2 separate regions of the Macaca mulatta genome follow, and region 2 is linked to region 1. Evidence: chromatin contacts called from public Hi-C data. All regions are on one chromosome and are shown on one strand. The core of a region is the stretch at or near the end of the contact, and the rest is flanking DNA. Distances in the headings are between cores, read along the strand shown. Region 1 overlaps FRMD4A (FERM domain containing 4A). Region 2 has its middle 150 kb from the start of FRMD4A.

Evidence for each region. A called contact is a pair of places that touch in the nucleus more often than the background predicts.
Region 2: a Hi-C map of fetal cortex germinal zone shows a contact between it and region 1, with 2.4 times the contacts expected there. The contact joins two enhancer-like sites. A contact is called at or near these places in 2 of 14 Hi-C or Micro-C datasets (fetal cortex germinal zone and fetal cortical plate).

The regions. Positions count from the first base shown.
Region 1 is chr9:15,342,034-15,347,607 of T2T-MMU8v2.0, reverse strand. The region is part of intron 4 of FRMD4A (FERM domain containing 4A); the gene reads left to right. Among named protein-coding and RNA genes, the nearest start is that of PRPF18, 210 kb to the right of the region's middle. Within about 2 kb of position 4,122, at least 25 of the 40 cell types and tissues checked have an H3K27ac peak or open chromatin away from gene starts, as enhancers often do. A contact at or near this core is called in fetal cortex germinal zone, where this site is marked.
Region 2 is chr9:15,724,356-15,730,131 of T2T-MMU8v2.0, reverse strand. No RefSeq gene overlaps it. Among named protein-coding and RNA genes, the nearest start is that of FRMD4A, 150 kb to the right of the region's middle. Within about 2 kb of position 2,566, at least 4 of the 40 cell types and tissues checked have an H3K27ac peak or open chromatin away from gene starts, as enhancers often do. A contact at or near this core is called in fetal cortex germinal zone, where this site is marked.

The DNA of each region.
Region 1 (5,574 bases), core at 2,873-5,372:
GCAACCCTGGAAGCAAGTCTGATTATTCCTAATTAAAGAGAGGGAGATGGGGGCCCAGGATGGTCTGTAAATTCTTCCCCAGCATGGCTAACAAGTTACAAAGGCAAGATGGGTATCTCATCTGTTCGGTCAGGTGTGACTCCAAGCCTTGTGTCTGTCCTCCCCTACTGCAGGCCGTCCGTCTCCACAGGGGAAAAGTGACACCCTCCTCCCATGTGGCATTTCCAAGAGATCCTGTGTATCCCTTCAGTGTGGTAGCCTGCCAAGACCTGTGGCCAGAGTTCTCCACTGCTCCCTGTGTAGGCAGAGCCAGGAGCAGCCAAGTCAAAGGCGGTGACCCCAGCCCTCCTTGTGACCCACTCTTGGCCATGTTTGCAGAACCAGCGTCCACCTGTAAAGATGGTGTTCAGGACAGGTGCATACCACCACGAGTGGCAGGCTGCCACTCTGAAGGGATACGCTGGATATCTTGGAAATGCCACATTGGAAGAGGAAGAGCCATCTCAAATGGTAAAGCAAGAATTTTCAGGACCTGAGACATTTGCTGTTGGTCCCACTAGAGAAGGTCTTGCCATTTTCTGCATTTTCTGACACCGTGGACACCCGCGGAAAAGTGTTCTTTGTTGCATTGTGCTTTTCTGTCTCCTAGAGAGAAAACTTCAGGGTCCACTCGCACCTTGTCATCACCCTGAGCTGTGTCACTCCCGAGACTTACAAGCCCAAGTCCACCATCATCCCAGCTGTAGCATGCAGCAGCTTTCTCACTGCTCCTCCTGTGCTGTTTCTGCGCCATCAGCCACACCTTCATTTATGGGCTCACAGATGTCCCTTGAGATGTCCCTTGGCGTAAGCACTGCTCTAGGAGCCAAGGACAGAGCAGTGAACAAAACTGATAGACCCTGTCCTCAGGCAATTTCATGTCCATTTCCTCCAGCTTCTGAGGTCCTATCAGCCCTGCCTGTCCTATTTTTTTTTACCAATTCAATGCAAATCCATTGTGCACCCTTCCAACTACTTCCTGACCCTGGGCCACACCTCCCTTGGCTGCTCACGCTTTCTCTGTCTCTCCCTTTCTCTCATGCACACACCCACCCCCAGGGTTGGACTGGTCCTACCACACACACACCTTTTATTTCTACCCGCGAGCTTCTGGGTGTGGTCAGGAAAAGGTTCATGCAACTTCAGGTTGGTTCATGGTTATTGTGATGAATCCCACACAGATCTTCAGTATTTCTAGCCAGTTCTGCCAGGGGTGCCTGCTCAGGGTCTCTGTGCCCCACTGTGGTTTTACCTCTTGCTTCAGGTCCTGGATAGTCAAGGCTTTTGCTCTAAGAAGATGCTGCTGCTTATGTTTCTGCAGAGAAAACAAAGCCAGCACCAGGGAGCTCCTAGTCCTACTTCTTTACCCACAAACTAAATTGTATCTTTAATAGGGTTTTTGCGGCCTCCCAACCCACTCACTGCACACACGCAAATGCATGAGCATCTCAGAGGAAGACCCTTAGCCCATCATCCAGCACTCACTGATCCATGTGTACCTCAATCCTAGCCCCTTCTGTCACCTCACAGAGCTTCTCCCTTGAGCCTTTCCTCTGTTTTTCTCTATCTTAAGCATCTCCTCCGTGGATTCCTCCCCTTCGTGACCACGTCCCAATCTAACTGAAGAAAACGCCCTCTCTGATGCACAGCCACCTCCAGCCAGTGCCCTCTGCTACCCCTTCTGCTCTGCACGCAGCAGCCACGAGAGATGGGTCTGCCCTTGCTGTCACCCCTTCCCCACAGGCCTCTCGTTCCTCATTCTGTGGCCGTCCAGCTTCTAGTGCTATCATACCCCCGGTCACTGGAGGTCTCTCGCCCCTGGCTCCACAGGCGTGCTTCTGCCCTGCTCCGACATGGCCTCTGTGGCTCTGGGCTCATTTGAACATGCTGCCTTTCAGTTCCCCCTTGCTCTGTGGCACTACATTCTCCTGGACCACCTCCTCTTTGTCCCCTCTGTCCCTGGCTCAGGGCAGGTTCCGTGTTCTGCTGTGCTGTCCCTCGAGCCCTGGTGTCCATGAGGTCACGTCTTGCTTGTCTTCTCTCCCTGCACCTTCCCCTCGTGTGATTTCACCCCCATCCACAGCTGCCAGTGCAGCCTCTTTGCTGGAGACTCTCCATCCTCTGCCCCAGTCCCGACCTCTCTTCCAAGCTCCAGGCCGTCTCCGCTGATTGGCATTTCCGCACAGATGCAGCTGGAATCTAATGACATTGTCATCTTTCTGCCTCCAAATGTGCTCCCCTTTCGGTGTCACCTCCTTGTCTTTGTGATAGGCACCACTACCCATGCGGCCCCCAAAACCAGAGACTTGGGAATCAACCTTGACCTCACCGCTCCCTCCCACCTGCCTCCTCCTGTTCCCTCAGTCACTACTCCCTGTTATTCCTGCATCTTAAACAGCTCCCTATCCATCCCTTACTCTCCATACACAGCCTAATCATAATTAGGGCTTCCATAAACCTCTCCTGGACTCAAGATCTCCTTGTTCATCTCTGCATGTTGTCTTGATCCCTTCCAAACTCCCCTATATGAAGACACTGAGCATCTTTCTAGAATTCTCTTCTGATCCTTGCTCATAATTTTTTTTCAGCTTTCCATTATCCTCAGAAGAGGACATCTTTAGCGTGACTTGTATGATGTGACTTCTGCTTAACTGTCCACCTCTTCTCACTCCCCTCACCACATAACACACACACACACACACACACACACGTTATAAGCAGCCAGCAGTGGTCCATATATGACCAGGAGCACCTTCAACTGCAAACCATTGTTTAGTTCCAGAAGGCTTGGGAACAATGGCTCTCTGATATTGTTCACCAGGCAAGCTTTAGAAATAGGTAAAGAAAAAATATAAGGAAAATATACACACCTAAGGAAGTCTGTGTTGTGTGTGTGTGTGTGTGTGTTTGTGTGTGTAGTCTTTTTATAGGCACAACCTTGTGCTCAGAATGAAGCCTACATATCTGGATTATTCTTTAATTACATATCCTTCTACCAAGTATCACTGTAGCTCTGATCATCTAAACTCCTTGTAAGAAAATAAACAGAGATTAGATTTGCCTCTTCAAACTTTGAGTTTCACAGACAATAAACTGAAGCAAGCAGCAAAAAAAATAAGAGAGGAGAAGCCTGATCGGGGAGGAAGGATTTTACAGCCAAGTCCACAGGCCGGATTCTTGGTGTCTTCTCTGGCCGATGGAGACAGCAGCTGCTACTTCCTGTCACTCGCAATAACAATGATGGCGTGGATCTAAAATGAGGTTCCTGCTAACCAGAGCTTGCTATATTTCAGCTAGGTGTCCCAGTTAAGATTTTAGAGGCATTGAGATTCTAAGCATCAGAGGCTTGGCTACAGAAACTCACAGTTTATTGCTCTCATTATCATGGCTCTTATTTGCCACCAAGAGTAGGCATTTCAAATGTGACATTTGTGTTCATTACAAAATGAAATCACTGGTCCATTTAATTAACACTTGCTGTAAATATTCAGTGATTCCCAAGTGCCCAGGGCTGGATGGGGAAGGGAAAGGGAGAGAAGGGGGGATGGAGGAGAGACCTGGCTGATGTCATCTGGCTGGGCCCTTGCCATCTGACTAGACAGTGTTCAGTCTGTTGCAATCAGAGGCTTTCACTTGTCAAAGAAGGGGACGGGACTCCCCGAGGCTTTAGAGGCTGTTTAATATTTAATAAGCTCAAACACATAAACACAGCGCACCTATTTATTTCTCCTTCAGACTCTCTGATAAAATATTCTCGGGTCTGGATCATCTGAGCTAGTTTGGGTGGACGGTTGCTTGTGGAGTCAGGAAACCTCTTAGCGAGGTCTGTGCTCCATCTAGAGTGTTCCTTTCAGCTCACATATGTGCCCCAAGATTCAGTCCTGCTAAATGTGCCCCAAAAACCAGTTTAAAATGTAGGTCTGATTATGATTCAGCTGTGGCGAGGCCAGCCGATGAGGAGAGGACAGACATTGAAAAGATCGTCACTCAGTTCCCGGGAGGAGGGGCCACACCGTGCCACGCAGGGCCACGTGGGAGGCACTGGGGTTAGTCAGGAGGCAGGGGAGCCGGGGAACAATTGGCAAGAGCATTTTTTGTGGTTTCTGTGGGGAGGAACAAGTAAGGCTGGGAGAGCAGGCTTGGGATTGGCTAGTTTAAATAATTTCAGCGGGCTCTGTGGCATGGGAGCTGCCCCTGGTTGTCTGGTGCATGTCCCTGGGGTGGTGAGGGTGGAGGAATAGTGGCCCTGGGTGTGAGAGCCGAGAGGTGGCGGGAGGGGTGGACCCTGGATCCATGGTGACATGTGGAAGTCTTGGGGTCTGGAAATTGGCTAACGCTGGCACCAGCAGTCCCTCCAGGCCCAGCAAAGCCACAGACATCCAAGCATCACAAAGCCATGGTCAGTACACAGCCAGACTCGGAACTGTCCATGCAGACCCTCTGAATCTGAACAGCCTTCATTTCCCTGGTTACCCAGAGACCTGGAATGTTCTTTGTGAACCTTGGAAGCACTCCCTGCTCCACGCTGGTAGTTAAGGAAATGCAACATCGCCACCTACTGCTGAGGCTCTCCTGAAAATCAGAAAAAGAACCTACCTTTTTTTTTTTTTTTTTTTTTTTTTTGAGACAGATCTGCCTGCCTCAGCCTCCCAAAGTGCTGGGATTACAGGCATGCCCGGCCAAAAACTATGCCCGGCCAAACACTGGATTTAAAAAATAAATAAATAAATAAATAAATAAATGAAGAAGCTGGCCTGTAATCCCAGTACTTTGGGAGGGTAAGGTGGGACGATTACTTGAGCTTAGGAGTTCAAACCAGCCTGGGCAACATAGCGAGACCCCATCTAGACAGAAAATAAAAAATTAGTCAGCATGGTGGCTTATATCTGTAGTCCCAGCTATTTGGGAGGCTTAGGCAGAACGGTCACTTGAGCTCAGGAGGTCGAGGCTGCAGTTAACTGTGGTTGCACACTGCACTCCAACCTGAGTGACAGAGCAAGACCCCATCTCAAAAGAAGGAGAAGGAGAAGAAGAAAGAAGGAGAAGAAAGAAGGAAGAAGAAGAAGAAGAAAGAAGAGGAGGAAGAAGAAGAGAGAAGAAGAAGGAAGAAGAAGAAGAAAATTTTGACTTTGAATCCAAGCCATCAGCCCTCCCCATCTTCCCAAAAGGCTCTTGTCCCTGGTGCCCCTGGTGTGCACCGTGCCTCTCTGGGCGTGTGGGTGGAGAGGTCTGAGCTCTTTTTCTCTGCCGGCATTTTTGACTCAGTTCACTGGCGTGGAGGGAAAGTTTGGGATGAGCTCCATACCCTCCCCTAATAGAACAATGATATGACAGGCCCAGAACTCACCGGGTTTTCCAGGCTGTCGTCTTGGTGATAAAAGTTAACAGGAAACTGCTTTCCACTTCTGTCGAGAGGAGGTGATTTTTTTCTTCATCTCAGAATATGCGTGTTATTTCCTGTACCTTCTCTGCCCCTTTTATGGCCAGACAACATAGAGCTCGGTGGAAATGAAGGCAGTCGCGGAGATGTAGAAT
Region 2 (5,776 bases), core at 1,317-3,816, 380 kb before region 1:
AGTAACTTGCAGGAGACAGAAACTGGCATGAGGATTCTGCCACCATGGAAGGGCTCCTGTCTCCGATGAGGACGAAGGTAAGGGGAGTGGATCTGGATTTCTTTTCCTTCTGCTTGGAGGGACAGAAAAGGCTCTGTGCATGGGAGGAGGCTCACGGAGCTTTTGTCTTATTTCAGAACTAGGCTGGCGATTGCAACTGGATCTCTCAAAGAATAGGCTTGCCTGCACGGCAGCGCGATCTGAGGGGAAGGGGAGAGCCGAGGGGAGCGAGCCATCTGTCAGCGTGGACAATGGGAACCTCAGTAAATGAGTTCGCCTCTCGGTTGATTAGACAGCCATATTTTAGCAGGATTTCCAATCACTCTTGCTTTGGAGCCGTGCAGCCCTCGGAGCTGTTCGTTTGCAGGAAGTACCAATGTCTCAGACCGTATTGCTGTTTAGCAGGAGGAGTAACACGTTTAAGGCAAAGAGTGTGCCCAGCTCCCGCTTGAAATATCCTCTTTCCTCTTCCTCCTCCTCTTCTTCGGAGCAGGAGGATCAGGGAATCCTCTCTGTGGAAAGTAGGTTAATGCATTCTGGAGGCCAATGTGTTCTCGGAAAACTAGCAGACCTGCAGAAAAGATTTCAGGGCACTGCTCTAGCCTGACATCTTGAACTTGGTCCCTTAACATTTAGAAATGTTCACGGGGAACTGGTTTTAGTCTCCTGAAGACTCTAAGCACTTGTTCTTCTTGACTGGAGTTTGTTTTTTCACTTTCAAGAGATGCTTTGAACGTGGGGTTTTCCATTATAAGCTTAGACGATGAAGGTGCTACTTCATATCTGCTATATTTACCTATAACTCTGAATGGATAGGTCAAAAGTTTTCAATAATGCTAGAAATATTACTTTTCTTAACCAGAAATTTCAAAACAAATCAAGGGGCAAATAGCTCTCTAAGCACACAGCAGAGTTAAAGTTAATAGGACAAGGCTTTGATTTACCTCATCTGTTTGATGCCCGGTTTAATGATTCAGACACAAATAGACTCTTTTGTCATTGAACATTTTTTTTTTCCCTGCTGGTTAATGAGCCTGACCACGATGTTTTCAGGGAATGTTAGAAGTAGGTCTTGTGCACGAAGACACCCCCACCCTTTGCGAGAATTTCCCATCTCTGTTATGTTCACCCATGGCTGAGAGTCATTCATTAGAAGGATAGTCTCAAGTGAGCGTTTGTTACAAAGGCTCTAACTCCAGCCCTTCAATGGGCTGGCAGACCTTCTTTGAGATCCCGTTGGTGACCCATTTTTTCTCTCTGGGCTTGTAGCTGGAGTCCTGTTGCTTACAGGCAGTACACTTTAATCCAAGGTACCGTAGAAACATCAGGTCCTGTTTCATGATCCCCTACCACAGCAAAGAAAATGGCAAATGACACTGGCATCCTAGCTCACTTGATTGACAGGATGAGGTTTGAATGCTTTGGGGAATGGCATCGTAATCTGTTCATTTGACCAGGTTTTCAAATTGCAAACTATCACAGTATTGTGCAGTTTCCGGTGCGTAACAGATCTGTGGATCTGAGCTCCTAACCTCAAGCGAGGACAACTCTCATAGACTTGGAAGGGAGTTCCCTATGCAAATAATCAGGACCCAGGCTCTGTGTAAATCACACTATGAGCTGATTAAAATGACATGTGATAGTCGGGGGAGAAATGGACGTCAGTGGGTCAGGCTGCTCACGTATTATATTTATCAGTATCACTCACATCATGGCCTGTTCCTTGATCATCATATTGTCTAATAAACATGAAACTGTGGGGTTTGGTTCCTACCAAAGTTTAAACATAAAATCTCTACATAGCAAATAGATTCTCATTCAAGCCCTTCAGTTTTTAGGTTTCAAGGGATTTGTGTATGCGTGTGTTTTTAAATTGCTTCTGTGAATTCTTTTTTAGTCTTTTTATTTCTGATGCTGGAAATGGATATTTCCATATTGAAAATTCAAATTGCATTTGAATTCAGTGACCTACAATATCATCATGACTCAGGGAACAAGACCCGACTGGCAAGAGGAGAATCCCATTGATAAGGCTTGGTTTTAGATCCTAAGTTGCTCTGTCCAAATGTTGTTGAAATTACCCAGTGATATTTTTAATTTATCCAAAGACATATCCGTGACAACGTGGTTGCCATACTTAAACTTTGATCACATTATGCCTCCTTAAGTCTGTTCTGAAATATTTTCTCCCTTTGGTGAGGATTTAGCTTGAAGTTTCTGATTTCCTGGTATCATGATAGGTAGACAAAGGAAGCCTCCTAGAGCTAAATTTTGGCATGTTATGGTTACTCAATAACTTATGGACAGTTTAAAGCAAGCATTGAGGTAAATTGGACATCATGCAATAATTTCATTATGCCATGTAATGGACTTAACCAGTCTAAATCATGGGTGCTTAATGCATTTTTGTCTTGGGATTTGCATAATTGGCACATAAATATGCATGAGATTAACTGGAAATGGCAAAACAGGGTGAGAAAACGTTCATGAGCATTGAAATTAAGGCAGTTGCAAAGAGGGCACCTGAACATACTCTGTCTCCTGGGTGGGCAGCCACAGTTGACATACCTAGAAACAGACAGGGTGGCAGCTGGCCTCCCCTAATCACAGTTAGTGTATTGTCAGTGATACACGGCCATTGCACAGCTTTGACTTTTGGCTGGATTCACTTGGGCACACTGCTTATTCTTCTTTTTATATATAATGCAATCTAAAAGAGTCTGATGGATACACTTCTAATTGGCCTTCTGGCAGGCCCTGACACAGGTCTCAGGATTCCAACCATAGCAAATGATGTTTGCAGAGGCAGGGGTGAAGAAAGCAAGAAGAAAAAAGAGAGAGAGAGAAGGTGATTGAGTGGTTTCTTCTATGAGAGTAAAGGAAATCATTTTATAATCAATCATCTCTGTGCATATTTTTAATATGTCCTTTTAGTTCAATTTTTAATCCTCCAAACTTCATAATTGCCTCTGATCTTCTGAGCACTGCTTCCAGTGAATGAGGCTGGCAAAAAACAAACACACAAACAATAAAAAAAAAAACTCCCCTCATATTCAGTGTCTTGTGATTCATGGTGGCTGCAAAATTTGCAGGGAGCACTTTGGTAAGGCCACATGAAATCAGGCCAAGTCTTGACTTTTCATGACTGTGAGGAGTGTATTTTGAAGAAACTGCAGCATCAAAAGAAGATGGAGAGGAAGGGAGGGGAAGAAAAGAGGAGAGGACAAGACAGGGGAGAAGAGGCCAGGGAAGAGAGGTAGGGGAGGGGAAGGGAGGGAAGATGGCTTGATTGGAGCCCTTTTTTATATCCAAATAAGATTATAGCTATGTTTTTACCAAATGTTTGTGCAGTGAATAGAGAGTGGATGGAAATTAACCCTAGAAAGGAGAGTCGTAACTTTTAAAAAGTTGATTAACTATTTCATGTGCTAATTTGAGTTTTTCTAAATACTCCAATATGGTTTCCTTTAATATTTGCTTTCAGTTTACAATCACCTAACTGCCCAGAGATGGTGTCCTTTTGTCTGTCTGACCTTGTCTTATTTCTCCTACAAAGACATGTCCTACACTGTACTTCAGATACTTTTTTAAAGGAATGCTTCTGATTTGTGGCATAAAGTAACTTTCTAAAGGAAGTCTTCTGAGAGGATCTGGTCATGTAATGAAAGGGGCAATTAAGGGGAAATGGAAGCAGATCTTTTAAAGAATGAGCATTTGAAATTAGCACAGGAATCATGTCCGGCGAGTCCCACTCTTTTGTATCCGGGGATAATAGTCAGCCACACATAGCTAGAGTTAGTTCAAGAATTGTCTTTCCTGATCATGCTATATTTTTGGAAACAGATTAGATACAGAGGTAAGATGTCAAAATTCTAAAATTGCACACAATATAGAATCAAAAGGAGAATAAAATATGTACAGTCAAAGCTCTATGGCTCTTTAGGGCAATTATTATAGAGTATGTGAAACCCTTAAAGTCACTTGGAATTATTCAACATCTGCTTGAAACTTTGCCAGGACTCCATGATAGTGCCTGGAATGATCCACTGTGTTCCACCTGCCTGTACATGAATTCAGATCAAACACTGGAATTTCTAATGTAAAGAACTCTGTGAACCAGAAATCACTAAGGGTTACGGAATGGTTAGCCTGAGTGGGATGACTGTGGAAGGCTTGACAATTACTTGCAAATACACTAAATATCACACAAGATTTTGCCCAAGCCAATGACAGCCTATACTTTATCTTAATGGAGACTTGAGTAAGAGGAGATTTGTTGGAGCTGAAGAATGACAGGTTTAGATTAAATTCAAGGAAATATTTGCTGACATCAAAATGTTTTCCTAAGAAAGTTTAAGACAGTTTCTAATCTGAAGGGGCTTCTGAGATAGTGTTCCAAGAAAGGGCCACATACACAAAGCGACCCCCAAATACAAGAGGAGACAAGAAACCAAAGAATGAGGACAAAATCCAGTTTTTTGGTAAAGGGTGATTTATTTGGGGAACTTACAAATGGAAGCATGGTCTTTGGCAGCAGAAAGACAGGGAGATCTCCATAATGTTATGTCACCCCCAGACCCAGGACTTATCTACCATAGGAAAAGAGTGTGTGTACTCTGGGCAGGACAATTAAAGGCAAGCCTACAGAATAGGCAAGAATGCTATGCATGTCACAGCCTATAATTTGTGTGATGACATCAAGATTGACATGTTCTTACACTAGGGATGGTAAAGAAAGTAGGAACCAGGAGGCATTCACGGAACTGGGGCTAATCAGAAGACAAAGTGGCAGATTAGCATCCAAGATGGAGTCACTTCATCTCGGAGTCACTCCTCAAATAGGCAAGGGATAATCTTACCAGAAAAGGGATTCTTCCACCTGAGAACGCAGGAGGAGCTGATGCAGACATTGTATAGTTTAATGATGCTATTAAATTTTTACCATAAAGCCAATAAAACCAGAAATAGGTTTGTGTATGATGTACACATCAGATTCTCTTACAAAGAGCTACTATGATGCGTTTATTAAACTGCTGACCTCAGTTGGGTGCAAACAGGAAATAACTTTAGTCTTTTTCAGAACAACCCCCTTCAAGGCATCTGTGAGTTGTGGGAAGACTGTCGAGGGCTATAGGACAATTTAGTTAATGAAAAGGAAATGTGAAAGGCACCATGGCTTATCTCTAGACAGACTACCTACATTCAGATTGTAGCTCTGATACTTACTAGGGTGTATGTTTTTTGAGTCTCAGTTTTTTGGTATATAAAATGTATGTAGTAATGGGACTTATAGATCACTTTCAGAAGTTAATACATTCATGCCTGAAAGGTCTTGGCACCTCATAATAAATGTTAGCTCTTACTAGTACGAATGTGTAAACAAATATATGAATGAATATGTGAAGAAGCGCAAATCTCATGACCAGTGCCTGGAATAAATTGTCATTGTCATGAATACAAGTGGGAATAGCAGATGACCTGTCTTCTGGGTGATGCTTGCAAGATTCCTGGGAGGTCAGGGTGCAAAACTCCTGTCAAGTGTGCTCAAAGAGGTCAGAACAAAACAGATTCCTTTGAAGAGTAAATCAACTCTCATGACAATAAGGGCTCTCATGACAAATAATTGTGATAGGTGAATTGTGTAGAAGAAGAGACTGTGGATTCAGCAAAGCCAAAAGGTATCCTGTGAATAAGGTAATAACAATTTTTCTTTCTTCCATGCTTTAGCTCTTACAAA